Regions from separate parts of the Danio rerio genome. Here region 2 is linked to region 1. The links are chromatin contacts, called in public Hi-C maps. All regions are on one chromosome and are shown on one strand. The core of a region is the stretch at or near the end of the contact, and the rest is flanking DNA. Distances in the headings are between cores, read along the strand shown.

The links. A called contact is a pair of places that touch in the nucleus more often than the background predicts.
Region 2: a contact with region 1 is called in a Hi-C map of hematopoietic stem cells, with 3 times the contacts expected there. The contact joins the promoter of nampt1 here to the promoter of aebp2 in region 1. A contact is called at or near these places in 2 of 18 Hi-C or Micro-C datasets (hematopoietic stem cells and an unstated tissue) and 1 of 4 datasets of contacts at active chromatin or transcription factors (embryo).

What each region holds. Positions count from the first base shown.
Region 1 is chr4:3,284,087-3,290,863 of GRCz12tu, forward strand. It overlaps aebp2 (AE binding protein 2), which reads right to left and starts at 2,979. Exons shown (of 8, transcript NM_213494.2): 1 at 2,429-2,979. The coding sequence starts at 2,853. It overlaps plekha5 (pleckstrin homology domain containing, family A member 5), which reads right to left. Exons shown (of 26, transcript NM_001327786.1): 26 at 5,715-6,498.
Region 2 is chr4:3,704,427-3,711,203 of GRCz12tu, forward strand. It overlaps nampt1 (nicotinamide phosphoribosyltransferase 1), which reads left to right and starts at 2,591. Exons shown (of 11, transcript XM_002661340.7): 1 at 2,591-2,712. The coding sequence starts at 2,653.

The DNA of each region.
Region 1 (6,777 bases), core at 1,729-4,228:
TTATGTTTTTATTTTAAGCAAAAGCTAAATTATTTATCTCATTTTATTTAAATATGTATCATTACCTATTACTTAGGATTAAATTAAATGAAAGCAACACTATTAATGAACAACACTTAACAGCATTTATTAATCAGTTTATTCAACATTTCCTAATGTATTATTAAACTCCAAATTCATGCATATCGTTAATATTACTTACAAGAACTCGCATCTAAATGTGTGGTAACACTTTACAATAAGGTTGTATTAGATAATGTTTGTATTTACTAACATGAACAAACAATAAACTATTTTTTTTCGTTAACTAACAAAGGTACAAATATTGTAATGAACGTATAATAAAGGGTTACCAATTACACATTTAAGCACTTTATCTGAAATCTGATGTTAATTGACAAAACAAACGTTGATATAATCGGCTAAAATATCAGTGTTTTGTAATCAGCAGACTGACACTTTCAAACTTTCAGCACTTTACAAGTGTGGCAAAAAAACATATTTAGACACTTCATCACATTATATCAAACTATATTAAACTATGTTTTTTGGCTAACTCCACTAAAGTCAGTAATTTTTTGCTTACATGTGTTGACTTGTTAATTAATAGCACCTAAAAGGCATCGTTAATTGACAAAACAGACATTAAATGTTGATATTATCGGCTGAAATATTGGTGTTTTGTAATCAGCAGACGTACATGCTTTCAAAATGACTGCACTTTAACTTTACAAGTGTGACAAATTACATATTTACATGCTTTAACATGAAATTATATCATATTATTTATTTTAAGATAACTCGAATACACTAGCACAATAAGTTTTTCACTCGCATATGTTAACTGTTAATCCAAACAGCTCCTAAACGGTGTTGTTGATCGACAAATCAGACGTTAAATGTTGACATTATCGGCTGAAATATCAGTGTTTTGTAATTAGCAGATTGACATGCTTTCAAACTTACAGCACTTTTACTTACAAGTGAAGCAAAAATTTATTTACATACTTTATCACAACATTATATTACACTATTATTTTTATGCTGACTCAAATCCACTAATGTTAGTACAGTAAGTTTTTCGCTCTCTTGTGTTAACCGTTGATCCAAACAGCACCTAAACGGTGTCATTAATCGACAAAAGAGACATTAAATGTTGATATTATCAGCTGAAATAGAAGTGTTTTGTAATCAGCAGACTGACACCTTTCAAAATTTCAGCACTTTAACTTATAAATGTGACAAATTGCATATTTTATCATCACATTATATTTTATGCCAATTTGAATCCACAAACAGTATTTCGTTTGCGTGTTGACCGTTAATCCAAACAGCACTTAAACGGCAGTAATCATCAAAACGTACGTTAAACGTTAAAATAATCGGCTGAAATATCGTTTTTTGTAATTAGCAGACTGACACCTTCCAAACTTTCAGCACTTTAACTTTACAAGTGTGGCAAAAAACAACGTATTTACATACTTTATGATAACATTATATTACATTATTATTTTTGCACTAACTCGAAACCACTAGTTTTTCACTGTCATGTGTTGACCATTAAACCAAACACCTTACGTTAAATGGCATTGTTAATCGACAAAACAAACGTTAAACGTTGATATTATCGGATGAAATATCCTGTTTTGTTATTAGCAGGTTGACATGCTTTCAAAATTTCAGCCATTTAACTTTACAATTGTGGCAAATTACATTATATACATACTTTATCATCACAATATACCATATTATTTATTGTAAGATAACAGGAATACTCTAGACCAGTCAGTTTTTCGCTCGCATGTGTTGACCGTTAATCCAAACAGCTCCTAAACGGCGTCATGAATCGACAAAAAAGACGGTAAATGTTGATATTATCGGCTGAAATATCGGTGTTTTGTAATTAAGTTAGCACAGTGACACGCTTTCAAACTTTCAGCTCTTTAACTTACAAGTTTGGCAAATGACATATTTACATACTTGATCATGACATTATATCAAATTATTTATTTTAAGATAACTCGAATAGACTAGCACAATAGGTTTTTCGCTCGCATGTGTTGACCGTTAATCCAAACAGCTCCTAAACTCGTTGATCGACAAAACAGACGTTAAATGTTGATATTATCGGCTGAAATAGCTGTGTTTTGTAATTAGCAGACTGACATGTTTTCAAACTCTCAGCACTTTAACTTACAAGTGTGGCAAATGACATATTTACATACTTTATCGTCATATTATTATGTTTATGCTAACTCAATAACACTAGCAGTAACGTTAAGTAACTAGCGTAACGGTCAACACGCGCGAGCTAAACTAGTTATCCAAACGGCACCTAAACGGCGTCGTTAATCAACAAAACGGACCTTTAACATTGATACTATCGGCTGAAATATCGGTGTTTTGTAATTAGCAGACGGACACGCACCTGTCCTCCGAGTCCATGCGGCTGAGAGGCTCTCCGTCCGAAGACGAGCTCATCATTTCCAGGCTCGCGCGGCGCTTCATTCCGGTGCCGCCGCCGCCGCTGTTTTTCTCCGCCGGTAAGGACACGCTCTCCTCCTCCCTTTGTTCTCTCTTCATCCGCTCCGCCGTCCCGTCCGCGCTACCGGGGCTCTTCTGCTGCTCCTTTTCGGTCTCCCCGTCTTCATCATTACCCCCGTCCCGCGTGGCTTCCTCTGGGCTTTGTTCTGTAGGCTCGTGTCCACCGGGCTTCTCGTCCGTGTCCGCTTCGTCCATCTTAACGGCCGGTTCCGGATCGGCGGCGCGCAGGCCCGACTCGCTCCCGTCGCCGTTTTTCTCGCTCGGGTTCGCTGACTCTTGCTCGGAAGCGTCGGAGGTCGTCGAAGCCATCGGGTTCCGCTGGTGTGTGCGCGGCCTGGCCGGGTTTACGCGACGGGAAACGGGTGAAACGCGGAGACTTTCGGTGAGCGGACGGATCGTGGAACTGCTGGAGGCTGATCGGGGAGGAGCGGGGGGGAGGAGTCAGCGTGACGTAAGCGCTTATTATGAATGGCTCCACGTGCTCGCAGGGCTAAACAGATCAAACAAAGTTCAGAAGTTTTCATAATAACTTTATTATGTACTAATATTATTAATAATAATACAAATAATAGACGCTTGTTATAAATGCATCCACGTGCTTGGAGCGCAATACAGATTAAATAAAGTCATGAAGTTTTCTTTGTAACTTAATTACATAATAATAACAATACTACTACTACTACTACTAATAATAATAATAATTAGATTAAAAATGTTGGGTATTGTTATTATTAACATGGACTAAGCCGAAAACGAGTGAATGAATGATTGTAAATTGTTAGTAGTATCCTATATTTAGTTTTACTTGTAGCATATATATTAATAACATTTGTATGAGAGAAAAGGTGCACACATCTTTACATTTATTTCCATTTAATACATGATATAATATTTGAGTTGTATTCATGATTTGTGGACATTTAGTACTTAAGATATTTGCATAAACCATAACATATGGGCTTATGTCTCAGCATTTTCCCTTGCAGTGTTTTTCCTCGGATTCCGGTTAAAGTGTATTGTCTGGTTATTATGATCTTTCATCTGCAGTTTTTCCTCCTTTATCTCAGCTGGGTTTTTCCAGTATTCATGATTTTACAGAACAATGATAAAATGAGTCAGATAACCCCTTCTGACATTTAAAGCGACTCTTCCGGGAAAACACCACCAGATGGCGTCACTTTCCCCTCATGGAAAATGTAGGCTGCACATAAGAACTGAAATCAACAATAATTCTGCTCCTGTGTATTAGATGGGATTTTCACCATTGTGAAGCTTAAAACAAATATTTTTATGAATAAATAAGACATTTATTTTACTGCAAGCATCATAAATAATCCCCTAATATTGACCAGGAGATGGCGCTGCTCTACTCTTTTGCAACACCGCATCAGAGCAGCAGATGGAGACAAAGATCAATTAATGAACACTCATCAAAATCATATCACCTAATAGAAGTTGCTTATATTATATCTTTTTATAGATTATGTTAAGGGATGTAAACAATGGTCCTAACGTATTTCCTGTTTTACATTTCCAATTTCCATAGCTTCCGAGAATCCAAAAGGGTCTGCATATTGATAATGTTAAGATAGCTATTTAATGTTAAGGTATGATTGAATTGCATCTTGATACAGTTATGAAACAGTTTGACAAGCAGGAAATGTTTTTGTGCCAACGATATCACCACATTAAAATGGTCTATTGTAAACATCACTATGTAATATTTCTTTCCATAATAATCAGTTATCTATCTATCTATCTATCTATCTATCTATCTATCTATCTATCTATCTATCTATCTATCTATCTATCTATCTATCTATCTATCTATCTATCTATCTATCTATCTATCTATCTATCTATCTATCTATTATTATTATATATATTATTATTATTATTAATTTAAATGTATTATTTAAATGAATTGAATTTATTCATAAATTGTATAAAATTTGGCCCAAGTATTTTGGTGAAATGTTTATCAAATAATAAATAAAACTAATTTAAATCTATTTTAATACATCTACACTACCTGACAAGAGTCTTGTCATAAATCAAAGCATGATCATATTTTATTTTGGTCAAATGAGCGAAATCTAGAGGCCTTTGTCTTTCATGGAAGCCACTTCTGATACCAAATGTTCAACTAGAAGTCAAGTTATCATTTGCTGTTCCTAAAACTCGCATAGGCGACAAGACTTTTGTCAGGTAGTGCATGTACAGGAGAGCACATCACACCTCTACTGGTTTCTCTACACAGGCTGCCAATCGACTTTAAAATTCAGTACAAAGTACAGCTGTGTGTTTTTAAATCCCTCCATGGCCCCTGAGCATATTTCAGAGCTAATTAATATACACCAACCTGTGAGATCTCTTCGCTCTAAGGATCTTCTCTATCTGCAAGTTCGAGGATCTGTCGAGGTGAGAGAGCTTTTTCAGTAGCAGCTCCAAAACTTCAGAACGATCTTCCACTCTCCTTAAGATCAGGTCCTACTTTTGATTGTTCTCAGAGCTCATTGCAAACACACTTATTTTCTTTAGCGTTTAATCATGTGTTGTGTGTTTATGTATTTTGGTTCTGAGTATGTTTGCATGTGTTCAATGTGTTTTTATGTACAGCCCTTTGGTACCCATTGTGGTTTGTTGAAAGCGCTCTAGAAATAAATGGAGTTAAGTATACACAAATTTAACCCCGCCGGTCCCACACCACCCAACTGAGAGCTGAGATCGAACCGGCGACTTTCAGCAAGAGAGTCGGGTGCTCTAACAAGGAGGCTAAAGACAATGGCCTCTGGCGTCTTGAGCACCTTTATCGGTCAGGGGAGTGTGGTTTACCTGCACAGCACTCACTAGCTGGCCTCCGTTACACTCACCCCCCTAAATCTCACACCCATCCGGGTCACGGCACCAATGTAACCCCGCTGGTCCTACACCACCCAACCCGCTACGAGCTGGAATCAAACCGGCAACCTTCCGCATGGGAGTCGGTTGCTCTAACAAGGAGGCTAAAGACCATGGACTCTAGCATCAGTCACTAGAGCACCTTTAGAGGTCAGAGGAGTGAAGTTTACCTGCACACCACTTCACTAGCTGGCCTCCATTACACAAACACACAGACAAAAATACACACACACCCACCCCCAAACTCCAATAACCATGAGTCAGCGCCTGGTAAATCTCTTGGCATATATAAGAACATCAACATTTATTGGACATGATATAAAACAGATGAAATATGAACATTTGCATATTGACTCTGATACACAAGCTCTTCCGCTCGGCTCGGCTCTGCTCATTTAGTCCGGTGTACAGTATATTTACATCATCAACTTTACACTTTATACATCGAAGAGAAACACAGACAAATCCTGCTTATTGCTTTTTGTCAACCGCTGTCCACGTGTCTCTCACAACCGAACTCGCAAAACAATCTCCTCATAAAGCTCTCTATTAAATATATCTCAGCCATAGAAAAATAAAACAGAAGCTGGACATTCATGAGTGTGTCGGGAAAACAGTGTGTGTCTATTGCGGACTATCAAACATACAGGTCATCGTACATGTGCTGCTGTCCATGGGCACCTTATTGAGAGCTGTACAGCGTTTTATACATAGTAAAACCAACCATGAGTGTGTCGTCCAGTGCAAAAAAGATATGAGTACTAGAAAACCTCATCGAGCAACACTGGCTAAAACCTGGTTAAAATCCATAGAAAACAAAGCAAACGATGAAGGCCAACGGGGGGAGGTTTGGAGAACATCCGTCTGGGGGTGAAAGCACCTTAAGAACTGGAGGAGTATAAATAATAGGGATGATAACCACTAGGAATCAGTCGCTGTTGAACTGAGGCCTGGACGCTGTTGTGTTTGTGTTGGGCAGCTGATGAAGGAGGGGGCGAGACTTCCAGTCTGATGATGACGATGGTGATGATGTGTTCTTCCTGTCACATGATGCTGGAGACACAAACACATAATAAACACGGTTTAAACTCTTCAGTAGGTCGTTATGCGTACGTTTGTGACGTGTTTATAAGCTGATTGAATATTAGTCAAGGAATGTAAAATGATGATGATGATAATAATAATGGCTGGATGGTGGCTCAGTGGTTAGCACTGTCGCCTCACTGCAAGAAGTTTGCTGGTTCGAGCCACAGCTGAGAAAGTGAGCATTTCTGTGTGGAGTTTGCATGTTTTCCCTGTGTTGGCGTGCTCTGGTTTCCCCCACAGTCCAAA
Region 2 (6,777 bases), core at 1,341-3,840, 420 kb after region 1:
CATTGAAGATATTCTATCATTTCTACATTATAAACTGTGTTAGTTAATTTAAATGTAAAATATTATTAATACTTCATATTTATAACATGTGCAGTTTCATAGCTGTCTTCATCAGCAAAGAATATTTCCACTGACTTAAATTTAGCTTAAAACGAAACTGCAGAAAGGTTCAAGGGTCAAAAAGTTTCTGTTTGTATTGATCATATATTAATACGAAAGCGCAGCTCTCAGATCAGACTTTACAGTCCTATTTGTTGCCACATTCAGATCATTTTTTATAGAGAGATCATTCATTTATTAATTTTCCTTCGGCTTAGTCCCCTTATTCAGCAAGCAATGAACCGCCAACTATTCTAGCATATGTTTTACACAGTATATGCTTTTCCAGCTGCAACTCAGTATTGGGAAATTTATAGAGAGATGGTCAGAGAAAGTTTGGCTGATTATCTACAACATTGTATTTTATAGTGGTTAAATAATATGCATAATATTTCAAATGTTTTCTCAATTATTGAGTGATAAAAGGACATAGTCAAAGAGTTTTTTTCTCTGCAAAAACCTTTAACTTTGATGTAAAAAAATGTAAGCCTTTCTTTATCAAATTTTAGATTTTTTTTAATGTTATAAATGTATTTAAAAATCTGGCATATTTAAGTCAACAATGTTTTATTTGCATATTTAATTATGACATTTAAAAAAACTAAAGCTTTTTGGTCTTCTAAAACTTGTGCTAGTAACTATGCAAATTAGCACATATTTAAATCAACAATGTTTTATTTGCATGTTTAATTATGACATTTCAAAAAAACTTGTTGTGCTTCTAATATTTGTTGTATAATGTATGCAAATTTGCTCATGTTTAGTTTACCGATGGTTTATTTGCACTATTAATCATTACATAACAAATGTATAATACAAAAGTTACAAGGTCTTGTAACATTTTTGTGTTAGATATATATGCAAATTAGCGCATACCATTTTTTTACTCTCTTTACCTTTTTATTGCAGCATAGCACACGTACAATAAGGCAAAATTCAATTAAACACTTTCATCAACATGTACAAAACTGCTAGAGCACAAATAATAAAGATAATCCATTAATAAACAAATAATATAAATAGGAACATATAAAACAAACCTAAAACTACACCCTGGCTTAGGTCTCAAACTCAATTCCTGGAGAGCCGCAGCTCTGCACAGTTTTGCTGCAATCCTAAACAAACACAGCTGATCCAATTAATCGAGCTGTTCAAAAGAGTCTTGAACCCTTTGGTAATTTCGATTAGCTGTGTTTGATTAGGGCTGGATACAAAACCGTGCAGAGCAGCGGCTCTCCAGGAATCCAGTTTGAGCCCTATGCACTAAAGGCAGGGGCTGACTTAGTGATTTAGGGACCCTAAGCAATGTCAGTTATGGGGCCCTAGCATTGAATATTGTAAATAAAAATATAAGTGGAGTCTTTATCTTCTTAATGTAAAATTAAATACAATAAAATCACTATTAAAAAGCAAGTTCATAAACTCTGCACAGTTAATTAGCCATATTTGTGATTTTGATTTTAATATTTGCATGTGCAGTGTGGATCGTTCCATTATTAATTGGGGCCCCGGTTCTGATTTTACAACATGATAGAACAATTATAAAAGTGCTGTATGATTAATATAGGGAGACGCAGTGGCACAGTAGGTTGTGCTGTCGCCTCACAGCAAGAAGGTCGCTGGTTTGAGCCTTGGCTGGGTCAGTTGGCATTTCTATGTGGAGTTTGCATGTTCTCCCTGTGTTCGTGTGGGTTGCTCCAAATATAACTCACAGTCCAAAGACATGCGGTACAGGTGAATTGGGTAGGCTAAATTGTCCGTAGTGTATGAGTGTGAATGGGTGTGTGTGGATGTTTTACGGAGACGGGTTGCGGCTGGAAGGGCATCCGCTGCGTAAAAACTTGCTGGATAAGTTGGCGGTTCATTTCACTGTGGGACCCCGGATTTAATAAAGCGGCTGAACTGAAAAGTTAATGAATGAATGATTAATATAGGCTGCTTGACATTAGTTGAGGCCCCCTAATTCCCCGGGGCCATAAGCGGCTGCTTACCTCGCTTATTTGTTAAGCCACACCTGACTATAGGGTTGTTTTACTCTATTTACCTGTGTTGCATTTGATAATAGACTGAAAATGGATGTTATATAATCTAAAATTCCATTGTTAGGCTGTCATATTAAACCGTAAGTAACATTATAATAAATATAATATATCATTCATTCATTTGCCTTCCCCTTAGGAGTCGCCGCAGTGGAATGAACCACCAAAAAATATTATTATAACAAATATTTATTATAATAAATATTAAACAAAGCATATAAAACATAAAAAACAAAGCCACCTAACTATAATAAATGTAGTATTTTATAATTCTTTGTATATTTTCTATGTCTCTCAGTCATGTGTCATCCATTCACTTTCCGCGTCGCCTCCTTGCCATGACGTCTCAGTCACCTCATCCCCTCATTGGCCAGCGCAGCCCAAAACGGTCCCACCCACCCTCTCGCGTCATCCCCGCTTCTCAGCGACGGGGGTTGGTTGAGAGTCCGCGCGGTGGAGAAGGAACAACAGAACTGACAGGCAGCAGCGCGACTCCAGTCACATCAAGGGGAAGATGGAGAAACACAGAGAAGCCGCGGATTTCAACATTTTGCTAGCTACCGACTCCTACAAGGTGAGCAGACACCGACAATACTGATTAAAAGCGAACCAGGCCCGGTGTGTAGCGCACCGGTGAACCTGTGACTGAGAATAAGAGAATTGAAGGTGGTTTCATCCTTCAGGCCGATCCATTCAGGTCGCTAGGCCGAGGATAAACGGCTGAAATATCTTCATTTTCAGTCTTCAGGGATGAATATGTTTATTATTTATGTTTTACTACATGATTATAAGCGGTTATGAGTGCGTATTACACCTAAAGGGCGACGGGTCCTGGAAGGGGGGTGGGGGGTATTTCTTTTTTCAAAAGCAAAACTGAAAGCACTTTCATTTTTCAGGAAACGCATGTGTCTTGGCGAAAACTAATCTGATCATAGCTTTTTAAGAGATTTGATATAATATCGAGTGATATTTCGACATTATTTCACTGATGTAGATGTGCAGTTAACCTCCTAACGTTACTACACCTGCATTGGCCTTAGTAGTGGCTACTAACATGTAGTACTCATTACCGTTATCTACACATTTAGAAATGGATCTGATAAAGTTTGTTTAGATTTTGAAGAGATTTAATATAATATCGAGTTATATTTGGACCTTATTTGACTGATGTAGATGTGTAGTTAACATCCTGAAGTTACTACACCTGCATTAACCTTACAGTAGCTACTAGTATGTTGTACTCATTAAGGTTATCTATAGATTTCTAAATAGATTTGTTGCTGTTTGTTTACATTTTTAAGAGATTTAATATAATATCGAGTTATATTTAGACATTATTTAACTGATGTAGATGTGTAGTTAACATCCTGACATTACTACACCTGCATTAACCTTAGTAATGGCTACTAATAGTATGATTTACTCTTTATCTTTAAATTATCCTATAAATGGATCTGATGAAGTTGGTTTTGCTTTTTAAGAGATTTAATATAATACTGAGTTATATTTTGACATTATTTGACTGATATAGATGTGCAGTTAACCTCCTGACATTACTACATTTGCAATAACCTTAGTAGTAGCTACTAGTATGAACTCATTACCTTCATATCTATAAATGATCTTATTATTTGATCTGATGAAGTTTGTTTAAATTTTTAAAATAATATCGAGCTATATTTGAACATTATTTGACTGATGTAGATGTGTAGTTAACATCCTAACGTTACTACACCTGCATTAACCTTAGTAGTGGCTACTAGTATGTTGTACTCAGTATTAAATCATTCATTAAGTCTATTAATCTATCATTAAGTCTTTAAATGATTTTTTAAATGGATTTGATGAAGTTTATTTAGATTTTTAAGAGATTTGTTATGATATGCAGTTATATTTAGACATTATTTAAATACTATAGACGTGCAGTTAACCTCCTGACATTACTACACCTGCATTAACCTTAGTAATGGCTACTAGTATGTACTCATTATCTTCACATCTATAAATGATCTTGTTATTGAATCTGATGAAGTTTGTTTAGATTTTTAATAAAATATCGAGTTAAATTTGGACATTATTTGACTGATGTAGATGTGTAGTTAACATCCTAACGTTACTACACCTGCATTAACCTTAGTAGTGGCTACTAGTATGTGGTACTCATTATCTATAAGCCTATAAATGATTTTATAAATAGATCTGATAAAGCTCATTTAGATGTTTAAGAGATTTGATACGATATTCAGTTATATTCGGACATTATTTGAATAATATAGATGCACAGCTAACATCCTACTACACCTGCATTAACCTTATTAGTGGCTACTAGCAGTATGATTTACTTATCATCTATAAATTATCCTGTAAATGGATTTGATGAAGTTGGTTTTTGCTTTTTAAGATATTTTATAGAATATAGAATTATATTTGGACATTATTTGAGTGATATAGATGTGTTGTTAATGTTTAGACAGCATTTGCAGTATATAAAAGTGTACTTTAAGTATTTTATGGGTTCCTAAAGTGTAGCATGGAAACTGATATTACATAAAAGTTTTAAAACTTTATTTCCGTTTCAAAATTATATGCATCGAAAACATACAATATGTTTCCAGAAAACCTGTTAAATTAGGAGTAATTTTACTTACTAGTTTTAATATTATTAGAGCTACAGTTATTGCATATTATTACATAAGAAATAAGGGTAACACTTTACAATAAGGTTATGTTACAATATATAAATCATATGTTTTTTTAGGCAGCGGACACCTTTCCAGCTACAACCCAGTTCAGGGAAACACCCATACACACTCATTTACACACCGATTTAGTTACATTTTTGGACTGGGGGGGTCCAAAGACATATCTCCACACAGAAACGCCAACTGTCCCACATGGGACTCAAACCAGCAGCCTTCTTGCTGTGAGTCAACAGTGCTAACCACTGAGCCACCGTGCCATCAATATCTGTTTTACATTGTTCTTCTTTATTTATTTGTGTTAAGAAAGTCAATGTAAATGTATAATTTTTCAAAAACAAATTGGATCAGAAACATAACCCTACAACTATACTTAAGCAATTACAATTGTCTTGCAATTTGCATAAATGTTAATTTTTATTACTAAAATAAGTAGCTGCTGAATTTCTTAGACTGAGCTCTGTTATGAATAATAACCTTTAATACTATGGTAATGTAGAAATACTAGGGCTCACTATATAGTTTACAGAGAGTAATGCACATGCATATTTTTATTTCTAAGAAAACTGAAATTATATAATAACGAATAATAAATAATTAAATTAAATTTAAATAAATATTTATATAATAATGAATTTCTTAATTTTTTGCTCAGTAAACCACTGTCAATAAGAAAAAAAAGAGAAAAAAAAGCCCTTTTAATTCAGATTCTCTGTACCAATTGTGAAAAATCCTGATTTCAACACTACAATATATGTGAATGCTAAAAATATAAGACTCATGAAGAAACAGTGGTGATTGTCCTCCTGTCTGACACAATCCTCCATTGCAAAATACCCAATACAAGTCAGTCCGGTAACCCAGTTTTCACCTTTCATTTCTATTCTCTTTTATTTTGTTTGCACTACATGACTGCTCCTTCAGTTGTCTGCTTTTGGTTTAATATTTAGACAGCTTTTACAGTTTATAAGAGTGTACTTTAAGTATTTTAAGGCTGCCAAAATATATAATGGAAACTGATATTACATATATTATTTCCATTTCAAAATCCTTTAAGACACCATGCATCAAAAACACATCATTTTCCAGAAAACCTGTTAGTTTTGGAGTAGTTTTAGCGCCGTTTAATTTTTACTTTTAATAGTTTTATATATAATTATAACTACATTAAATGCATGATGTTACACAGAGTAAGAATATGGGTAACACTTTACAATAACATGTAAAGATATTGTAAAGCGCGTGTCTACTTTACTGAACAGAACCTGCATATGCTGTAACAGGTAATACAGTTGTAAATAATATTCTGTTTGTGGCACAGAGTGATGGTTTGGGAACCACGCGCGAAGTATGAACAAGCACTTAGCAGTCAAAATGAAACCGAAAGTGTGCAGTTCATTTAAATGATCATATCGCATTTTAGAGTTATGATTACGGCAAGCATTTGATATGTTTTGTTTTTTTCTTTCATAGTTGTGCATGAAAATAAATTTTTACAATGTCAGTATAACTACTCTAGCCTATATAATATAATCTGATAATGGCAAATGTCTGATTTTTTTATGACAGATTGCAAGCATATATCTCAAACATAATAATTCAACATCATAATAATTATAAGTAGAATAGAATTATTTATAAAAACCAGTAGACCACATAATATTATTATCGATGTTGTGATATATATATTTGTTTTTACCATACCTTTATTTTACATCTACAGAATCGTGAGAAAATCGTGATCTTTTTTTTAGGCAAAAGTCTTTTATTTGAATTATTTTAATTTCATTTTAGCCAGAATCGTGCAGCTCTAGCCCAGATTGCGCGAATGGTCACGTGATATACATTTTTGATGGCGTAGTGTGGACGGAGATATGTTCAGAAACGCTAGTGTGGACGCGGATCGTTTTTGATCTAAACCGCCGTTTTAAAACAAAAAC